2 separate regions of the Gossypium hirsutum genome follow, and region 1 is linked to region 2. The links are chromatin contacts, called in public Hi-C maps. All regions are on one chromosome and are shown on one strand. Each heading gives the region's core, a stretch centred on a gene start, on an enhancer-like site or on the middle of the called end of the contact. The rest is flanking DNA. Distances are from core to core; before and after follow the strand shown.

Evidence for each region. Hi-C and Micro-C count contacts between places; a contact is called where the count stands out from the background.
Region 1: a Hi-C map of seedling shows a contact between it and region 2, with 2.9 times the contacts expected there. The contact joins the promoter of LOC107957050 here to the enhancer-like site in region 2. A contact is called at or near these places in 2 of 34 Hi-C or Micro-C datasets (leaf and seedling).

Annotation. Positions count from the first base shown.
Region 1 is chrA05:77,018,645-77,021,796 of Gossypium_hirsutum_v2.1, reverse strand. It overlaps LOC107957050 (probable aspartic proteinase GIP2), which reads right to left and starts at 1,522. Exons shown (of 1, transcript XM_016892480.2): 1 at 1-1,522. The coding sequence starts at 1,264. The coding sequence ends at 53.
Region 2 is chrA05:76,662,486-76,665,687 of Gossypium_hirsutum_v2.1, reverse strand. LOC107959991 (fruit protein pKIWI502) reads right to left here. Exons shown (of 5, transcript XM_016896185.2): 5 at 2,051-2,241. The coding sequence ends at 2,179. Among protein-coding and RNA genes, the nearest start is that of LOC107959991, 9.5 kb to the right of the region's middle. Within about 2 kb of position 1,932, at least 1 of the 9 cell types and tissues checked has an H3K27ac peak or open chromatin away from gene starts, as enhancers often do.

The DNA.
Region 1 (3,152 bases), core at 273-2,772, 360 kb before region 2:
TTACACACACACAAAAGAAAAGGGAGAAAAGTAGAAAAAGGATAAAGATAAATCAGATAAATTGCTTCAGCTTGGAATCCTGTAAGGATGAAGAACAAGTTGTTTCCTTCAACAACAAAGAAGAGCTAAATCCTAACATGGAACTCCCAATATCAAACTCCAAAAGGTTATCCTCCATTTGAAGCCCTCCTATTACAATTGGGCTACTTTGCTCCAACCCTCCATCCAAAAAACCCAAGCACATGCTCTCTTCGCTCACTTTCACCATTGAATTCCTACCTTGAATTCTCCACTTCACCATCTCACTTTGCAAAACTAGATCAATTTCAGGCACCAATGGCCCTTTAGAACTAAAGCAGAGTCCGAATGGAGCCACAGTTTCTACTCTAGTCATATTCATCTTAGTGGCAGCCTCAACATAAGCTTTAGAAAATATTGCATAAACCGAGCTTACCATTGTGGTGTAAGGCACAACTGTGCTTAATTTTGCTTCTAATTTGCCTTGTTCATGGACTGCTAATCTCCTTCCATTGATCTTGATGGATTGAACATTAATCAAGTAGTCATTTTGTTTGGTGATGAGGGGTGTGTATGCTAGTGACCTTGCTATTTTGGTACCGAAAACGGTGTCACCACTGCCGGTTAATAGGACACCGGTTGACGATGATAAACAAACACTAAACTTCTGAGGGTGTCCAATTGAAGAACTCAGTTGTGATGGCAGCGAAATCGAAGCTTTCCCTAAACCCATCATTCCCTTGGCACCACTTGCTAAACCTTGTAAATGAAACGTCGGTGCACAAGCAAAGAGAAAGTGATCCACGGTTGTGCTTTGGCCTACATCTGAAGGGTCAACAGAATCAACGGCTATGACATCCTCTACTAGTTCCCCCACTGAAGTGGATCCTGTTACGCCATTGTAAGGGGACACATAACAGTTGGTGTTTAATAGACAACTCGTGCTTCCAAGATCATGGAACTTTGCTCTAGAGCAGTTGACGGAGCAGCTTGAGATCAACCTGTATGATGAAGACACGTGTCCGGAATTGCAATCCATCCAAAGAAACGAACCGCCAAGATCAACCACAAGGTCAGTGGATCCCAAAGGAGCGCCATGAGAGATCCTTGCAACATACTGAAGAGTTGCTGCATCTTTTGCAACAGGAAACAAAGCAAAATTTGATTGAAAACCCAGAACGGGAAACGTGTTTTTCAGGCAGAAAAGGAAAGAGAAAAAGAGAAGAAACTGAGAAAGGGAAGCCATGTGAGGAAGGGAAAGTAACAGTAGACAAGTCTTAGTATTGATTGTCTAAATAAGTTAAATTGCAGTTTAAGAAATAAGGAGATGCGATGGATCGACGCGGTTGGGTGGAATTGTTAGTAAGGGAAAAGGATAAGATTTGAATTGATTTTATTTTATTTCATTTGTTTTAATCGCTAACAAACAGAGTGGTAAAGACCACTAGTGAGGGAATTTGTGGGACCATCACAATGTTTATCTTTGTAGCGGCTGACTCATTGCCATCTATTTCTTCCTTTTTTTTTCTTTTATCTTCTTGAGATTCTACAGTACATTTCCCGGGGAGGAAAAAAAAATGCCCGAAGGCACGTTTTTTATGTGTTGGAGTTTTTGTGGTTATTTTTTCCTTGGAGCAAGTCAAGCCTCACGGATGGATAACTTATAAATGGATAAAGAAAAGTGTCGGGGAAAAATGTGATTAAATAAACTACACCGGTGCTTTTAAGTTTCGTTTTTGTCCTTCGATTAAAAATGTTATAATTTGTTAATTAATGTTTTCCCGCTATGAATCCTATTAAGTAAATGTTAATTATAATCAATTTTTCATCTTTCATATTCCTCAACTTTTCATCTTTTTATTTTCTTGTAACCGTTTTTTTATTTATGTATTAAAAAATTAAGAGTCTAATTTCTCTTTCTCTCTCTCTATATATATGAGTATACTACTTGTAATGACGATAATTAATAAAATAAATGTAATAAAAATCCCTCTTATTCTCATCTACTATTTTTATGTTCTTTGCATTATTATTATTTTATAATATGTTATTAGTATGATCTTATTCAAGAGTAATAGGTCCTTAGTTTACGTTAAAATTTTGTTAGGCTCCAAGTATTGAAATTTAATTGTTTGGTTAAAAAAATTGTGAGTGGTTGCTAGAGATTTGCTTAGGGATAATCACTTTCTCTTCAGTGCAAAGAATGCTCATAGTCTCCGCTTCTCATCCACAATTACTTAAGTAAGTCTAATTTTTTTATAAATTGATTCAATTTTTATTAAGAAGTTCAATTTATATAATTCTCTAGTTGTATCTCTATGAATTTATAAATCTCTTCTCCAATTTAATTGTTGTGCTTTCTATGTGAATATATATTTGTTATTTTTTTATAGAATTTATTGGTTTAGTTTTAATTTTGATTAAATTGTATGATTTTTTATCTCTTATTATCTATTGTAAATGTTTATTAAATGTAATTATTAGTTTGTACTTCAAATCTATTCATACTTGAGAATTATATAATGATATTAATCATGAATTTTTCTAAGAAAACACGTAAAAGATTCTTTAAAATTATGTATTAGTTTTTCAAATAGCCCTTCAAAGAGAATGAAAATATTTATGTGATACTCAAAGATCATTTGACACATGCATATTGGTTGACTATTTTGCCAAGGTTTGATTAAAAAGAAAAAGGAACAATATATAGACACATTTGATTTATCACAATGATATTGAAGTAAACTTGCAAACAATGATGACTTTATTGGCTTTATTAACAAATTATATTGTTTATTCATTCCTAAAAAAGAATGAAACTTATTGTTGTTATTGGCAAATAGATAAGTGGAAGATGGATAGTCCAAAATATTGCTAAATGTTTATTCCTGAAACAAAATAATCTATTGTTTATACTAATTAATCATTCTTTGGAACAGGTAATATCTTATGATCTTATTGGCAAAGAATATCAAATAGGTTTACATTATTTTCCCAATTATTTCTTATACATTCCTTGAAGTGAATGTTTAGAATAAATATAATAAATTTTATGGTCACTTTTGATCACTGAACTTAATTTGGATATCTGAAAATTTTGACATATTCCCTAAAGTTAATATTGTATATATGTT
Region 2 (3,202 bases), core at 683-3,182:
TAAATTAATATCAAACATCGAATTGTTGAGTTGCGAGAATTGTGTGTACTTCTTCTGACAACCCTCTACTTATTTTTTTTTGGTTTTGCTAATCCAATTCGTGACCAATATTGAAATGAGTCAACGAGTGAAATCCGTTATTTACTATGACGATCAAATCTATATTAGAGAGGTCAGTGTGGTATTTGTATGAGCACAGCCCGTGGAATTGGCGTTCAATCATACCATTCAATTGCGTGACCTACGAACTAGAATCAGGAGGAAAGTTAGAGGATCGACTAGGGAAAGAATTTTGAGGTTGCAATATAGATATCTTGTTTTCGTTAACCCTTATAAGTATGACCCATTCGATGTGAATGGCGCGCTCCAGTTCGAGGCGATCATATCATCGCACGCCTCAAGCGGAAATGATGTAATTATACGTCGAGTTTGTCGAGGCTGATGGATCTTGCCCATCCTCGACGACTGTTGTGGCCAATGTTGGAATCAAAGTTGAAAAAGAAAGTCCTACTACACGGATGTGTGGTGGGTTCACTAGGTTGTTACAAAAGCTCCTACTACAATGTCCCTGAAACCACTTTCCGTGGTTTGCAAAATGAGAACACTACAAGCATCTTGAGTTCCAATATAATAGTCCTAACATAAGTCACTTACTCTTCATAATCTCATTGATTTTGAACCTTTTTTTTTCTACCAATAGACTATGGGCTATTTAGATTACCTTCTAATAAATAAGTTATTTTCTGCATTACAAAACATTTTTTTTATTATACAACATAATATTAATTAAGTCTTAAGTAATTTATAATTCAATATTTGTTTAACTATTTTTTTTTCATGTAAAATCATTGACCACATCCCTATAATGAATACTAAATAAACATGTGAAACTTTTACTAATTTAAATAGTTGAAAACATTACTATAATTTATAGTGAAATCACTACGCTAAGAGTAAAAAAAACTAACGCATAGTGTCAATCTCATGCTAGCTAATTTGCGAAGAACAAATATACCTTACGCATTTTGGACTTTTTTTTTCATTATTAGGTTTTTTAACTTTATTTTGACTAGTTATTTTATTAAACTTTCAAGTTGGTTTTAGGCCTTTTTGAATTATTTAGGCAGTGTAAGTAATTAGTAACTTAATATGGTTAAAAAACTTCAAGTTTGGGATTATAATCAATGTTTTTTTTAAAATAAGTTGACGGTCGAATCAATCAGACTATTGGTTTATTAGTTGAATTAATTCAATTGGTTCAATTAATTCATTTAAAAATTTATTAAAATTCAAAAAAAAGATAAAACTTAAAAAATATAGTTCAACTAGTTTTTATCCAATTCAATCGATAGATACCAGTTCATGAATCAATCGATTCAAAGCCTCTTTTTGGTCTGATACACCAGTCAATTCTCAATCCAACTCGTTGATCTAATCTAATTCAAACAACATTATTTTAATGTAGATAACCTTGAATAATTAAAACTGGATTTTGCTCTTATTTGACTTGTATGAATCTTGTAAATTCTAATTTTTTTTTGTTTGTTTTCATATCTATTTACCATCTATTTTTGAAATTTATAATTATCTCTCCCACAACATCATCTTCAGAATTTAATTTCCATTCCCTCTTTAAAAATACAATGTACCTTGCCATTACCCTAAAAAATTCTTTGATTTCCTACAATCAACAAGTTAATATTCCGTTTTAATTGATAATAATATTGATTCTTAATCTCTATTAGCAAAGTCCAATGAACCGTGTTCTTTAAAACATATTTGCCGAGTTTCTCTCCGACATTCTCTCAACACAATGAAAATTTCTATGGAAGAAAAAGCGTCGCCACTTCCTTATAAGAAAATAACTTCTGATCTATGAACAATTGAAAAAACATCATCTATTCTCCTCCCTACCAATTTCCTTATGGAGCAAGAATATTATTTTCTTGCTGTGATTTCAACAAATGAGAAGACTAACAGGAGTGAATCACCCAACTCACTCATAATTACTCAGAGTTGGCTTCAGCAAAAACATTAGCAGCTGAATGAATTAGTTCCCAAACATGAAGAGTTTATTAGCCAAGCGTGTGCTTTCATTCTTAGCTATGGTGAGAAAGAATTAATTATCAGCTTTTCCTCAATGATACAACAAATAATAAAAGTTCCGTTTTAACTCCATCAAAAGTTCTTTAGGATCTTCTCACTCGAAACTCCATCTGCTACAAGTATTGAAGTCACTTCCTGCATAAACCAATAATGTCCTGTTTAATTACTAGTGTAATAACATGAAAAAACTTATTTAGTACGTATATATTACGATAGTTGGACATAAAATAAAGAATAATTCGTTAAAAATTTTAACTTGAAACAAGAAAGATAAGTAAAAACTCCTTTAAAAATAAGCTCTTCAAAATAAGTGAAAATTTTCACGTAGCATAAGTCTGTTACTCATGCCCTGCTTACCAACATTCACCTTATATACAAATACAATGTCCCAACTCCTCAACACAGTAAATGACCTCCTAAGCAGACTCGTAAAATGTTGCTTATGAAAAGTGGTCGGAAAACTAAGAATCAATGAAATGAATAGGCATTTCCAGTTGACTGAGTCATTGCCTGCCATAATGAAGTGAACTACAGTGGCTTTGTTCACTTTCTACATGAAGCAATGAGCTTCTTCATACAGGATCTCATTCGCCAGCCTACCCTAATCTTAGAAAAGGTCCATTTAGTCAGTTCCACGGCTCAGCCATACATTCGTCTAGCAGTTAAGATTTCATTTCAAGTGGAGACTAGAAATAACTGAAGAATGCAAAACTCAAGCCCAATAATGTTCCTTAAATAAGACTTCACATTTGGAATAATATAATAGCCCCTAAGCATAAGCATTTGGCTAAGTGGTAAGTGAATAAATTCAGTAAAATTCAAATCCTCTTTCCTAGTAATTCTTTTATTTTAAAAAAAAAAATATATCTCTACCAGTAGGTCAAGAGAACCTATAGCATTCTGCTCAAATAGTTTAATTCCTAGTCATAAACCACTTTTTAATTCTATAATGCTATAGAAATACTAGCATTTAAGGCTTACTAGTCCTTTTAACAGAAAGAAATACACGGTCTAACTGAAAGTGATTTGAAGTCTCAACTAAGAGCCATTGCTTTCTTCCATATTGGCTAGAATGTGGTTAACACTTGGACACAAG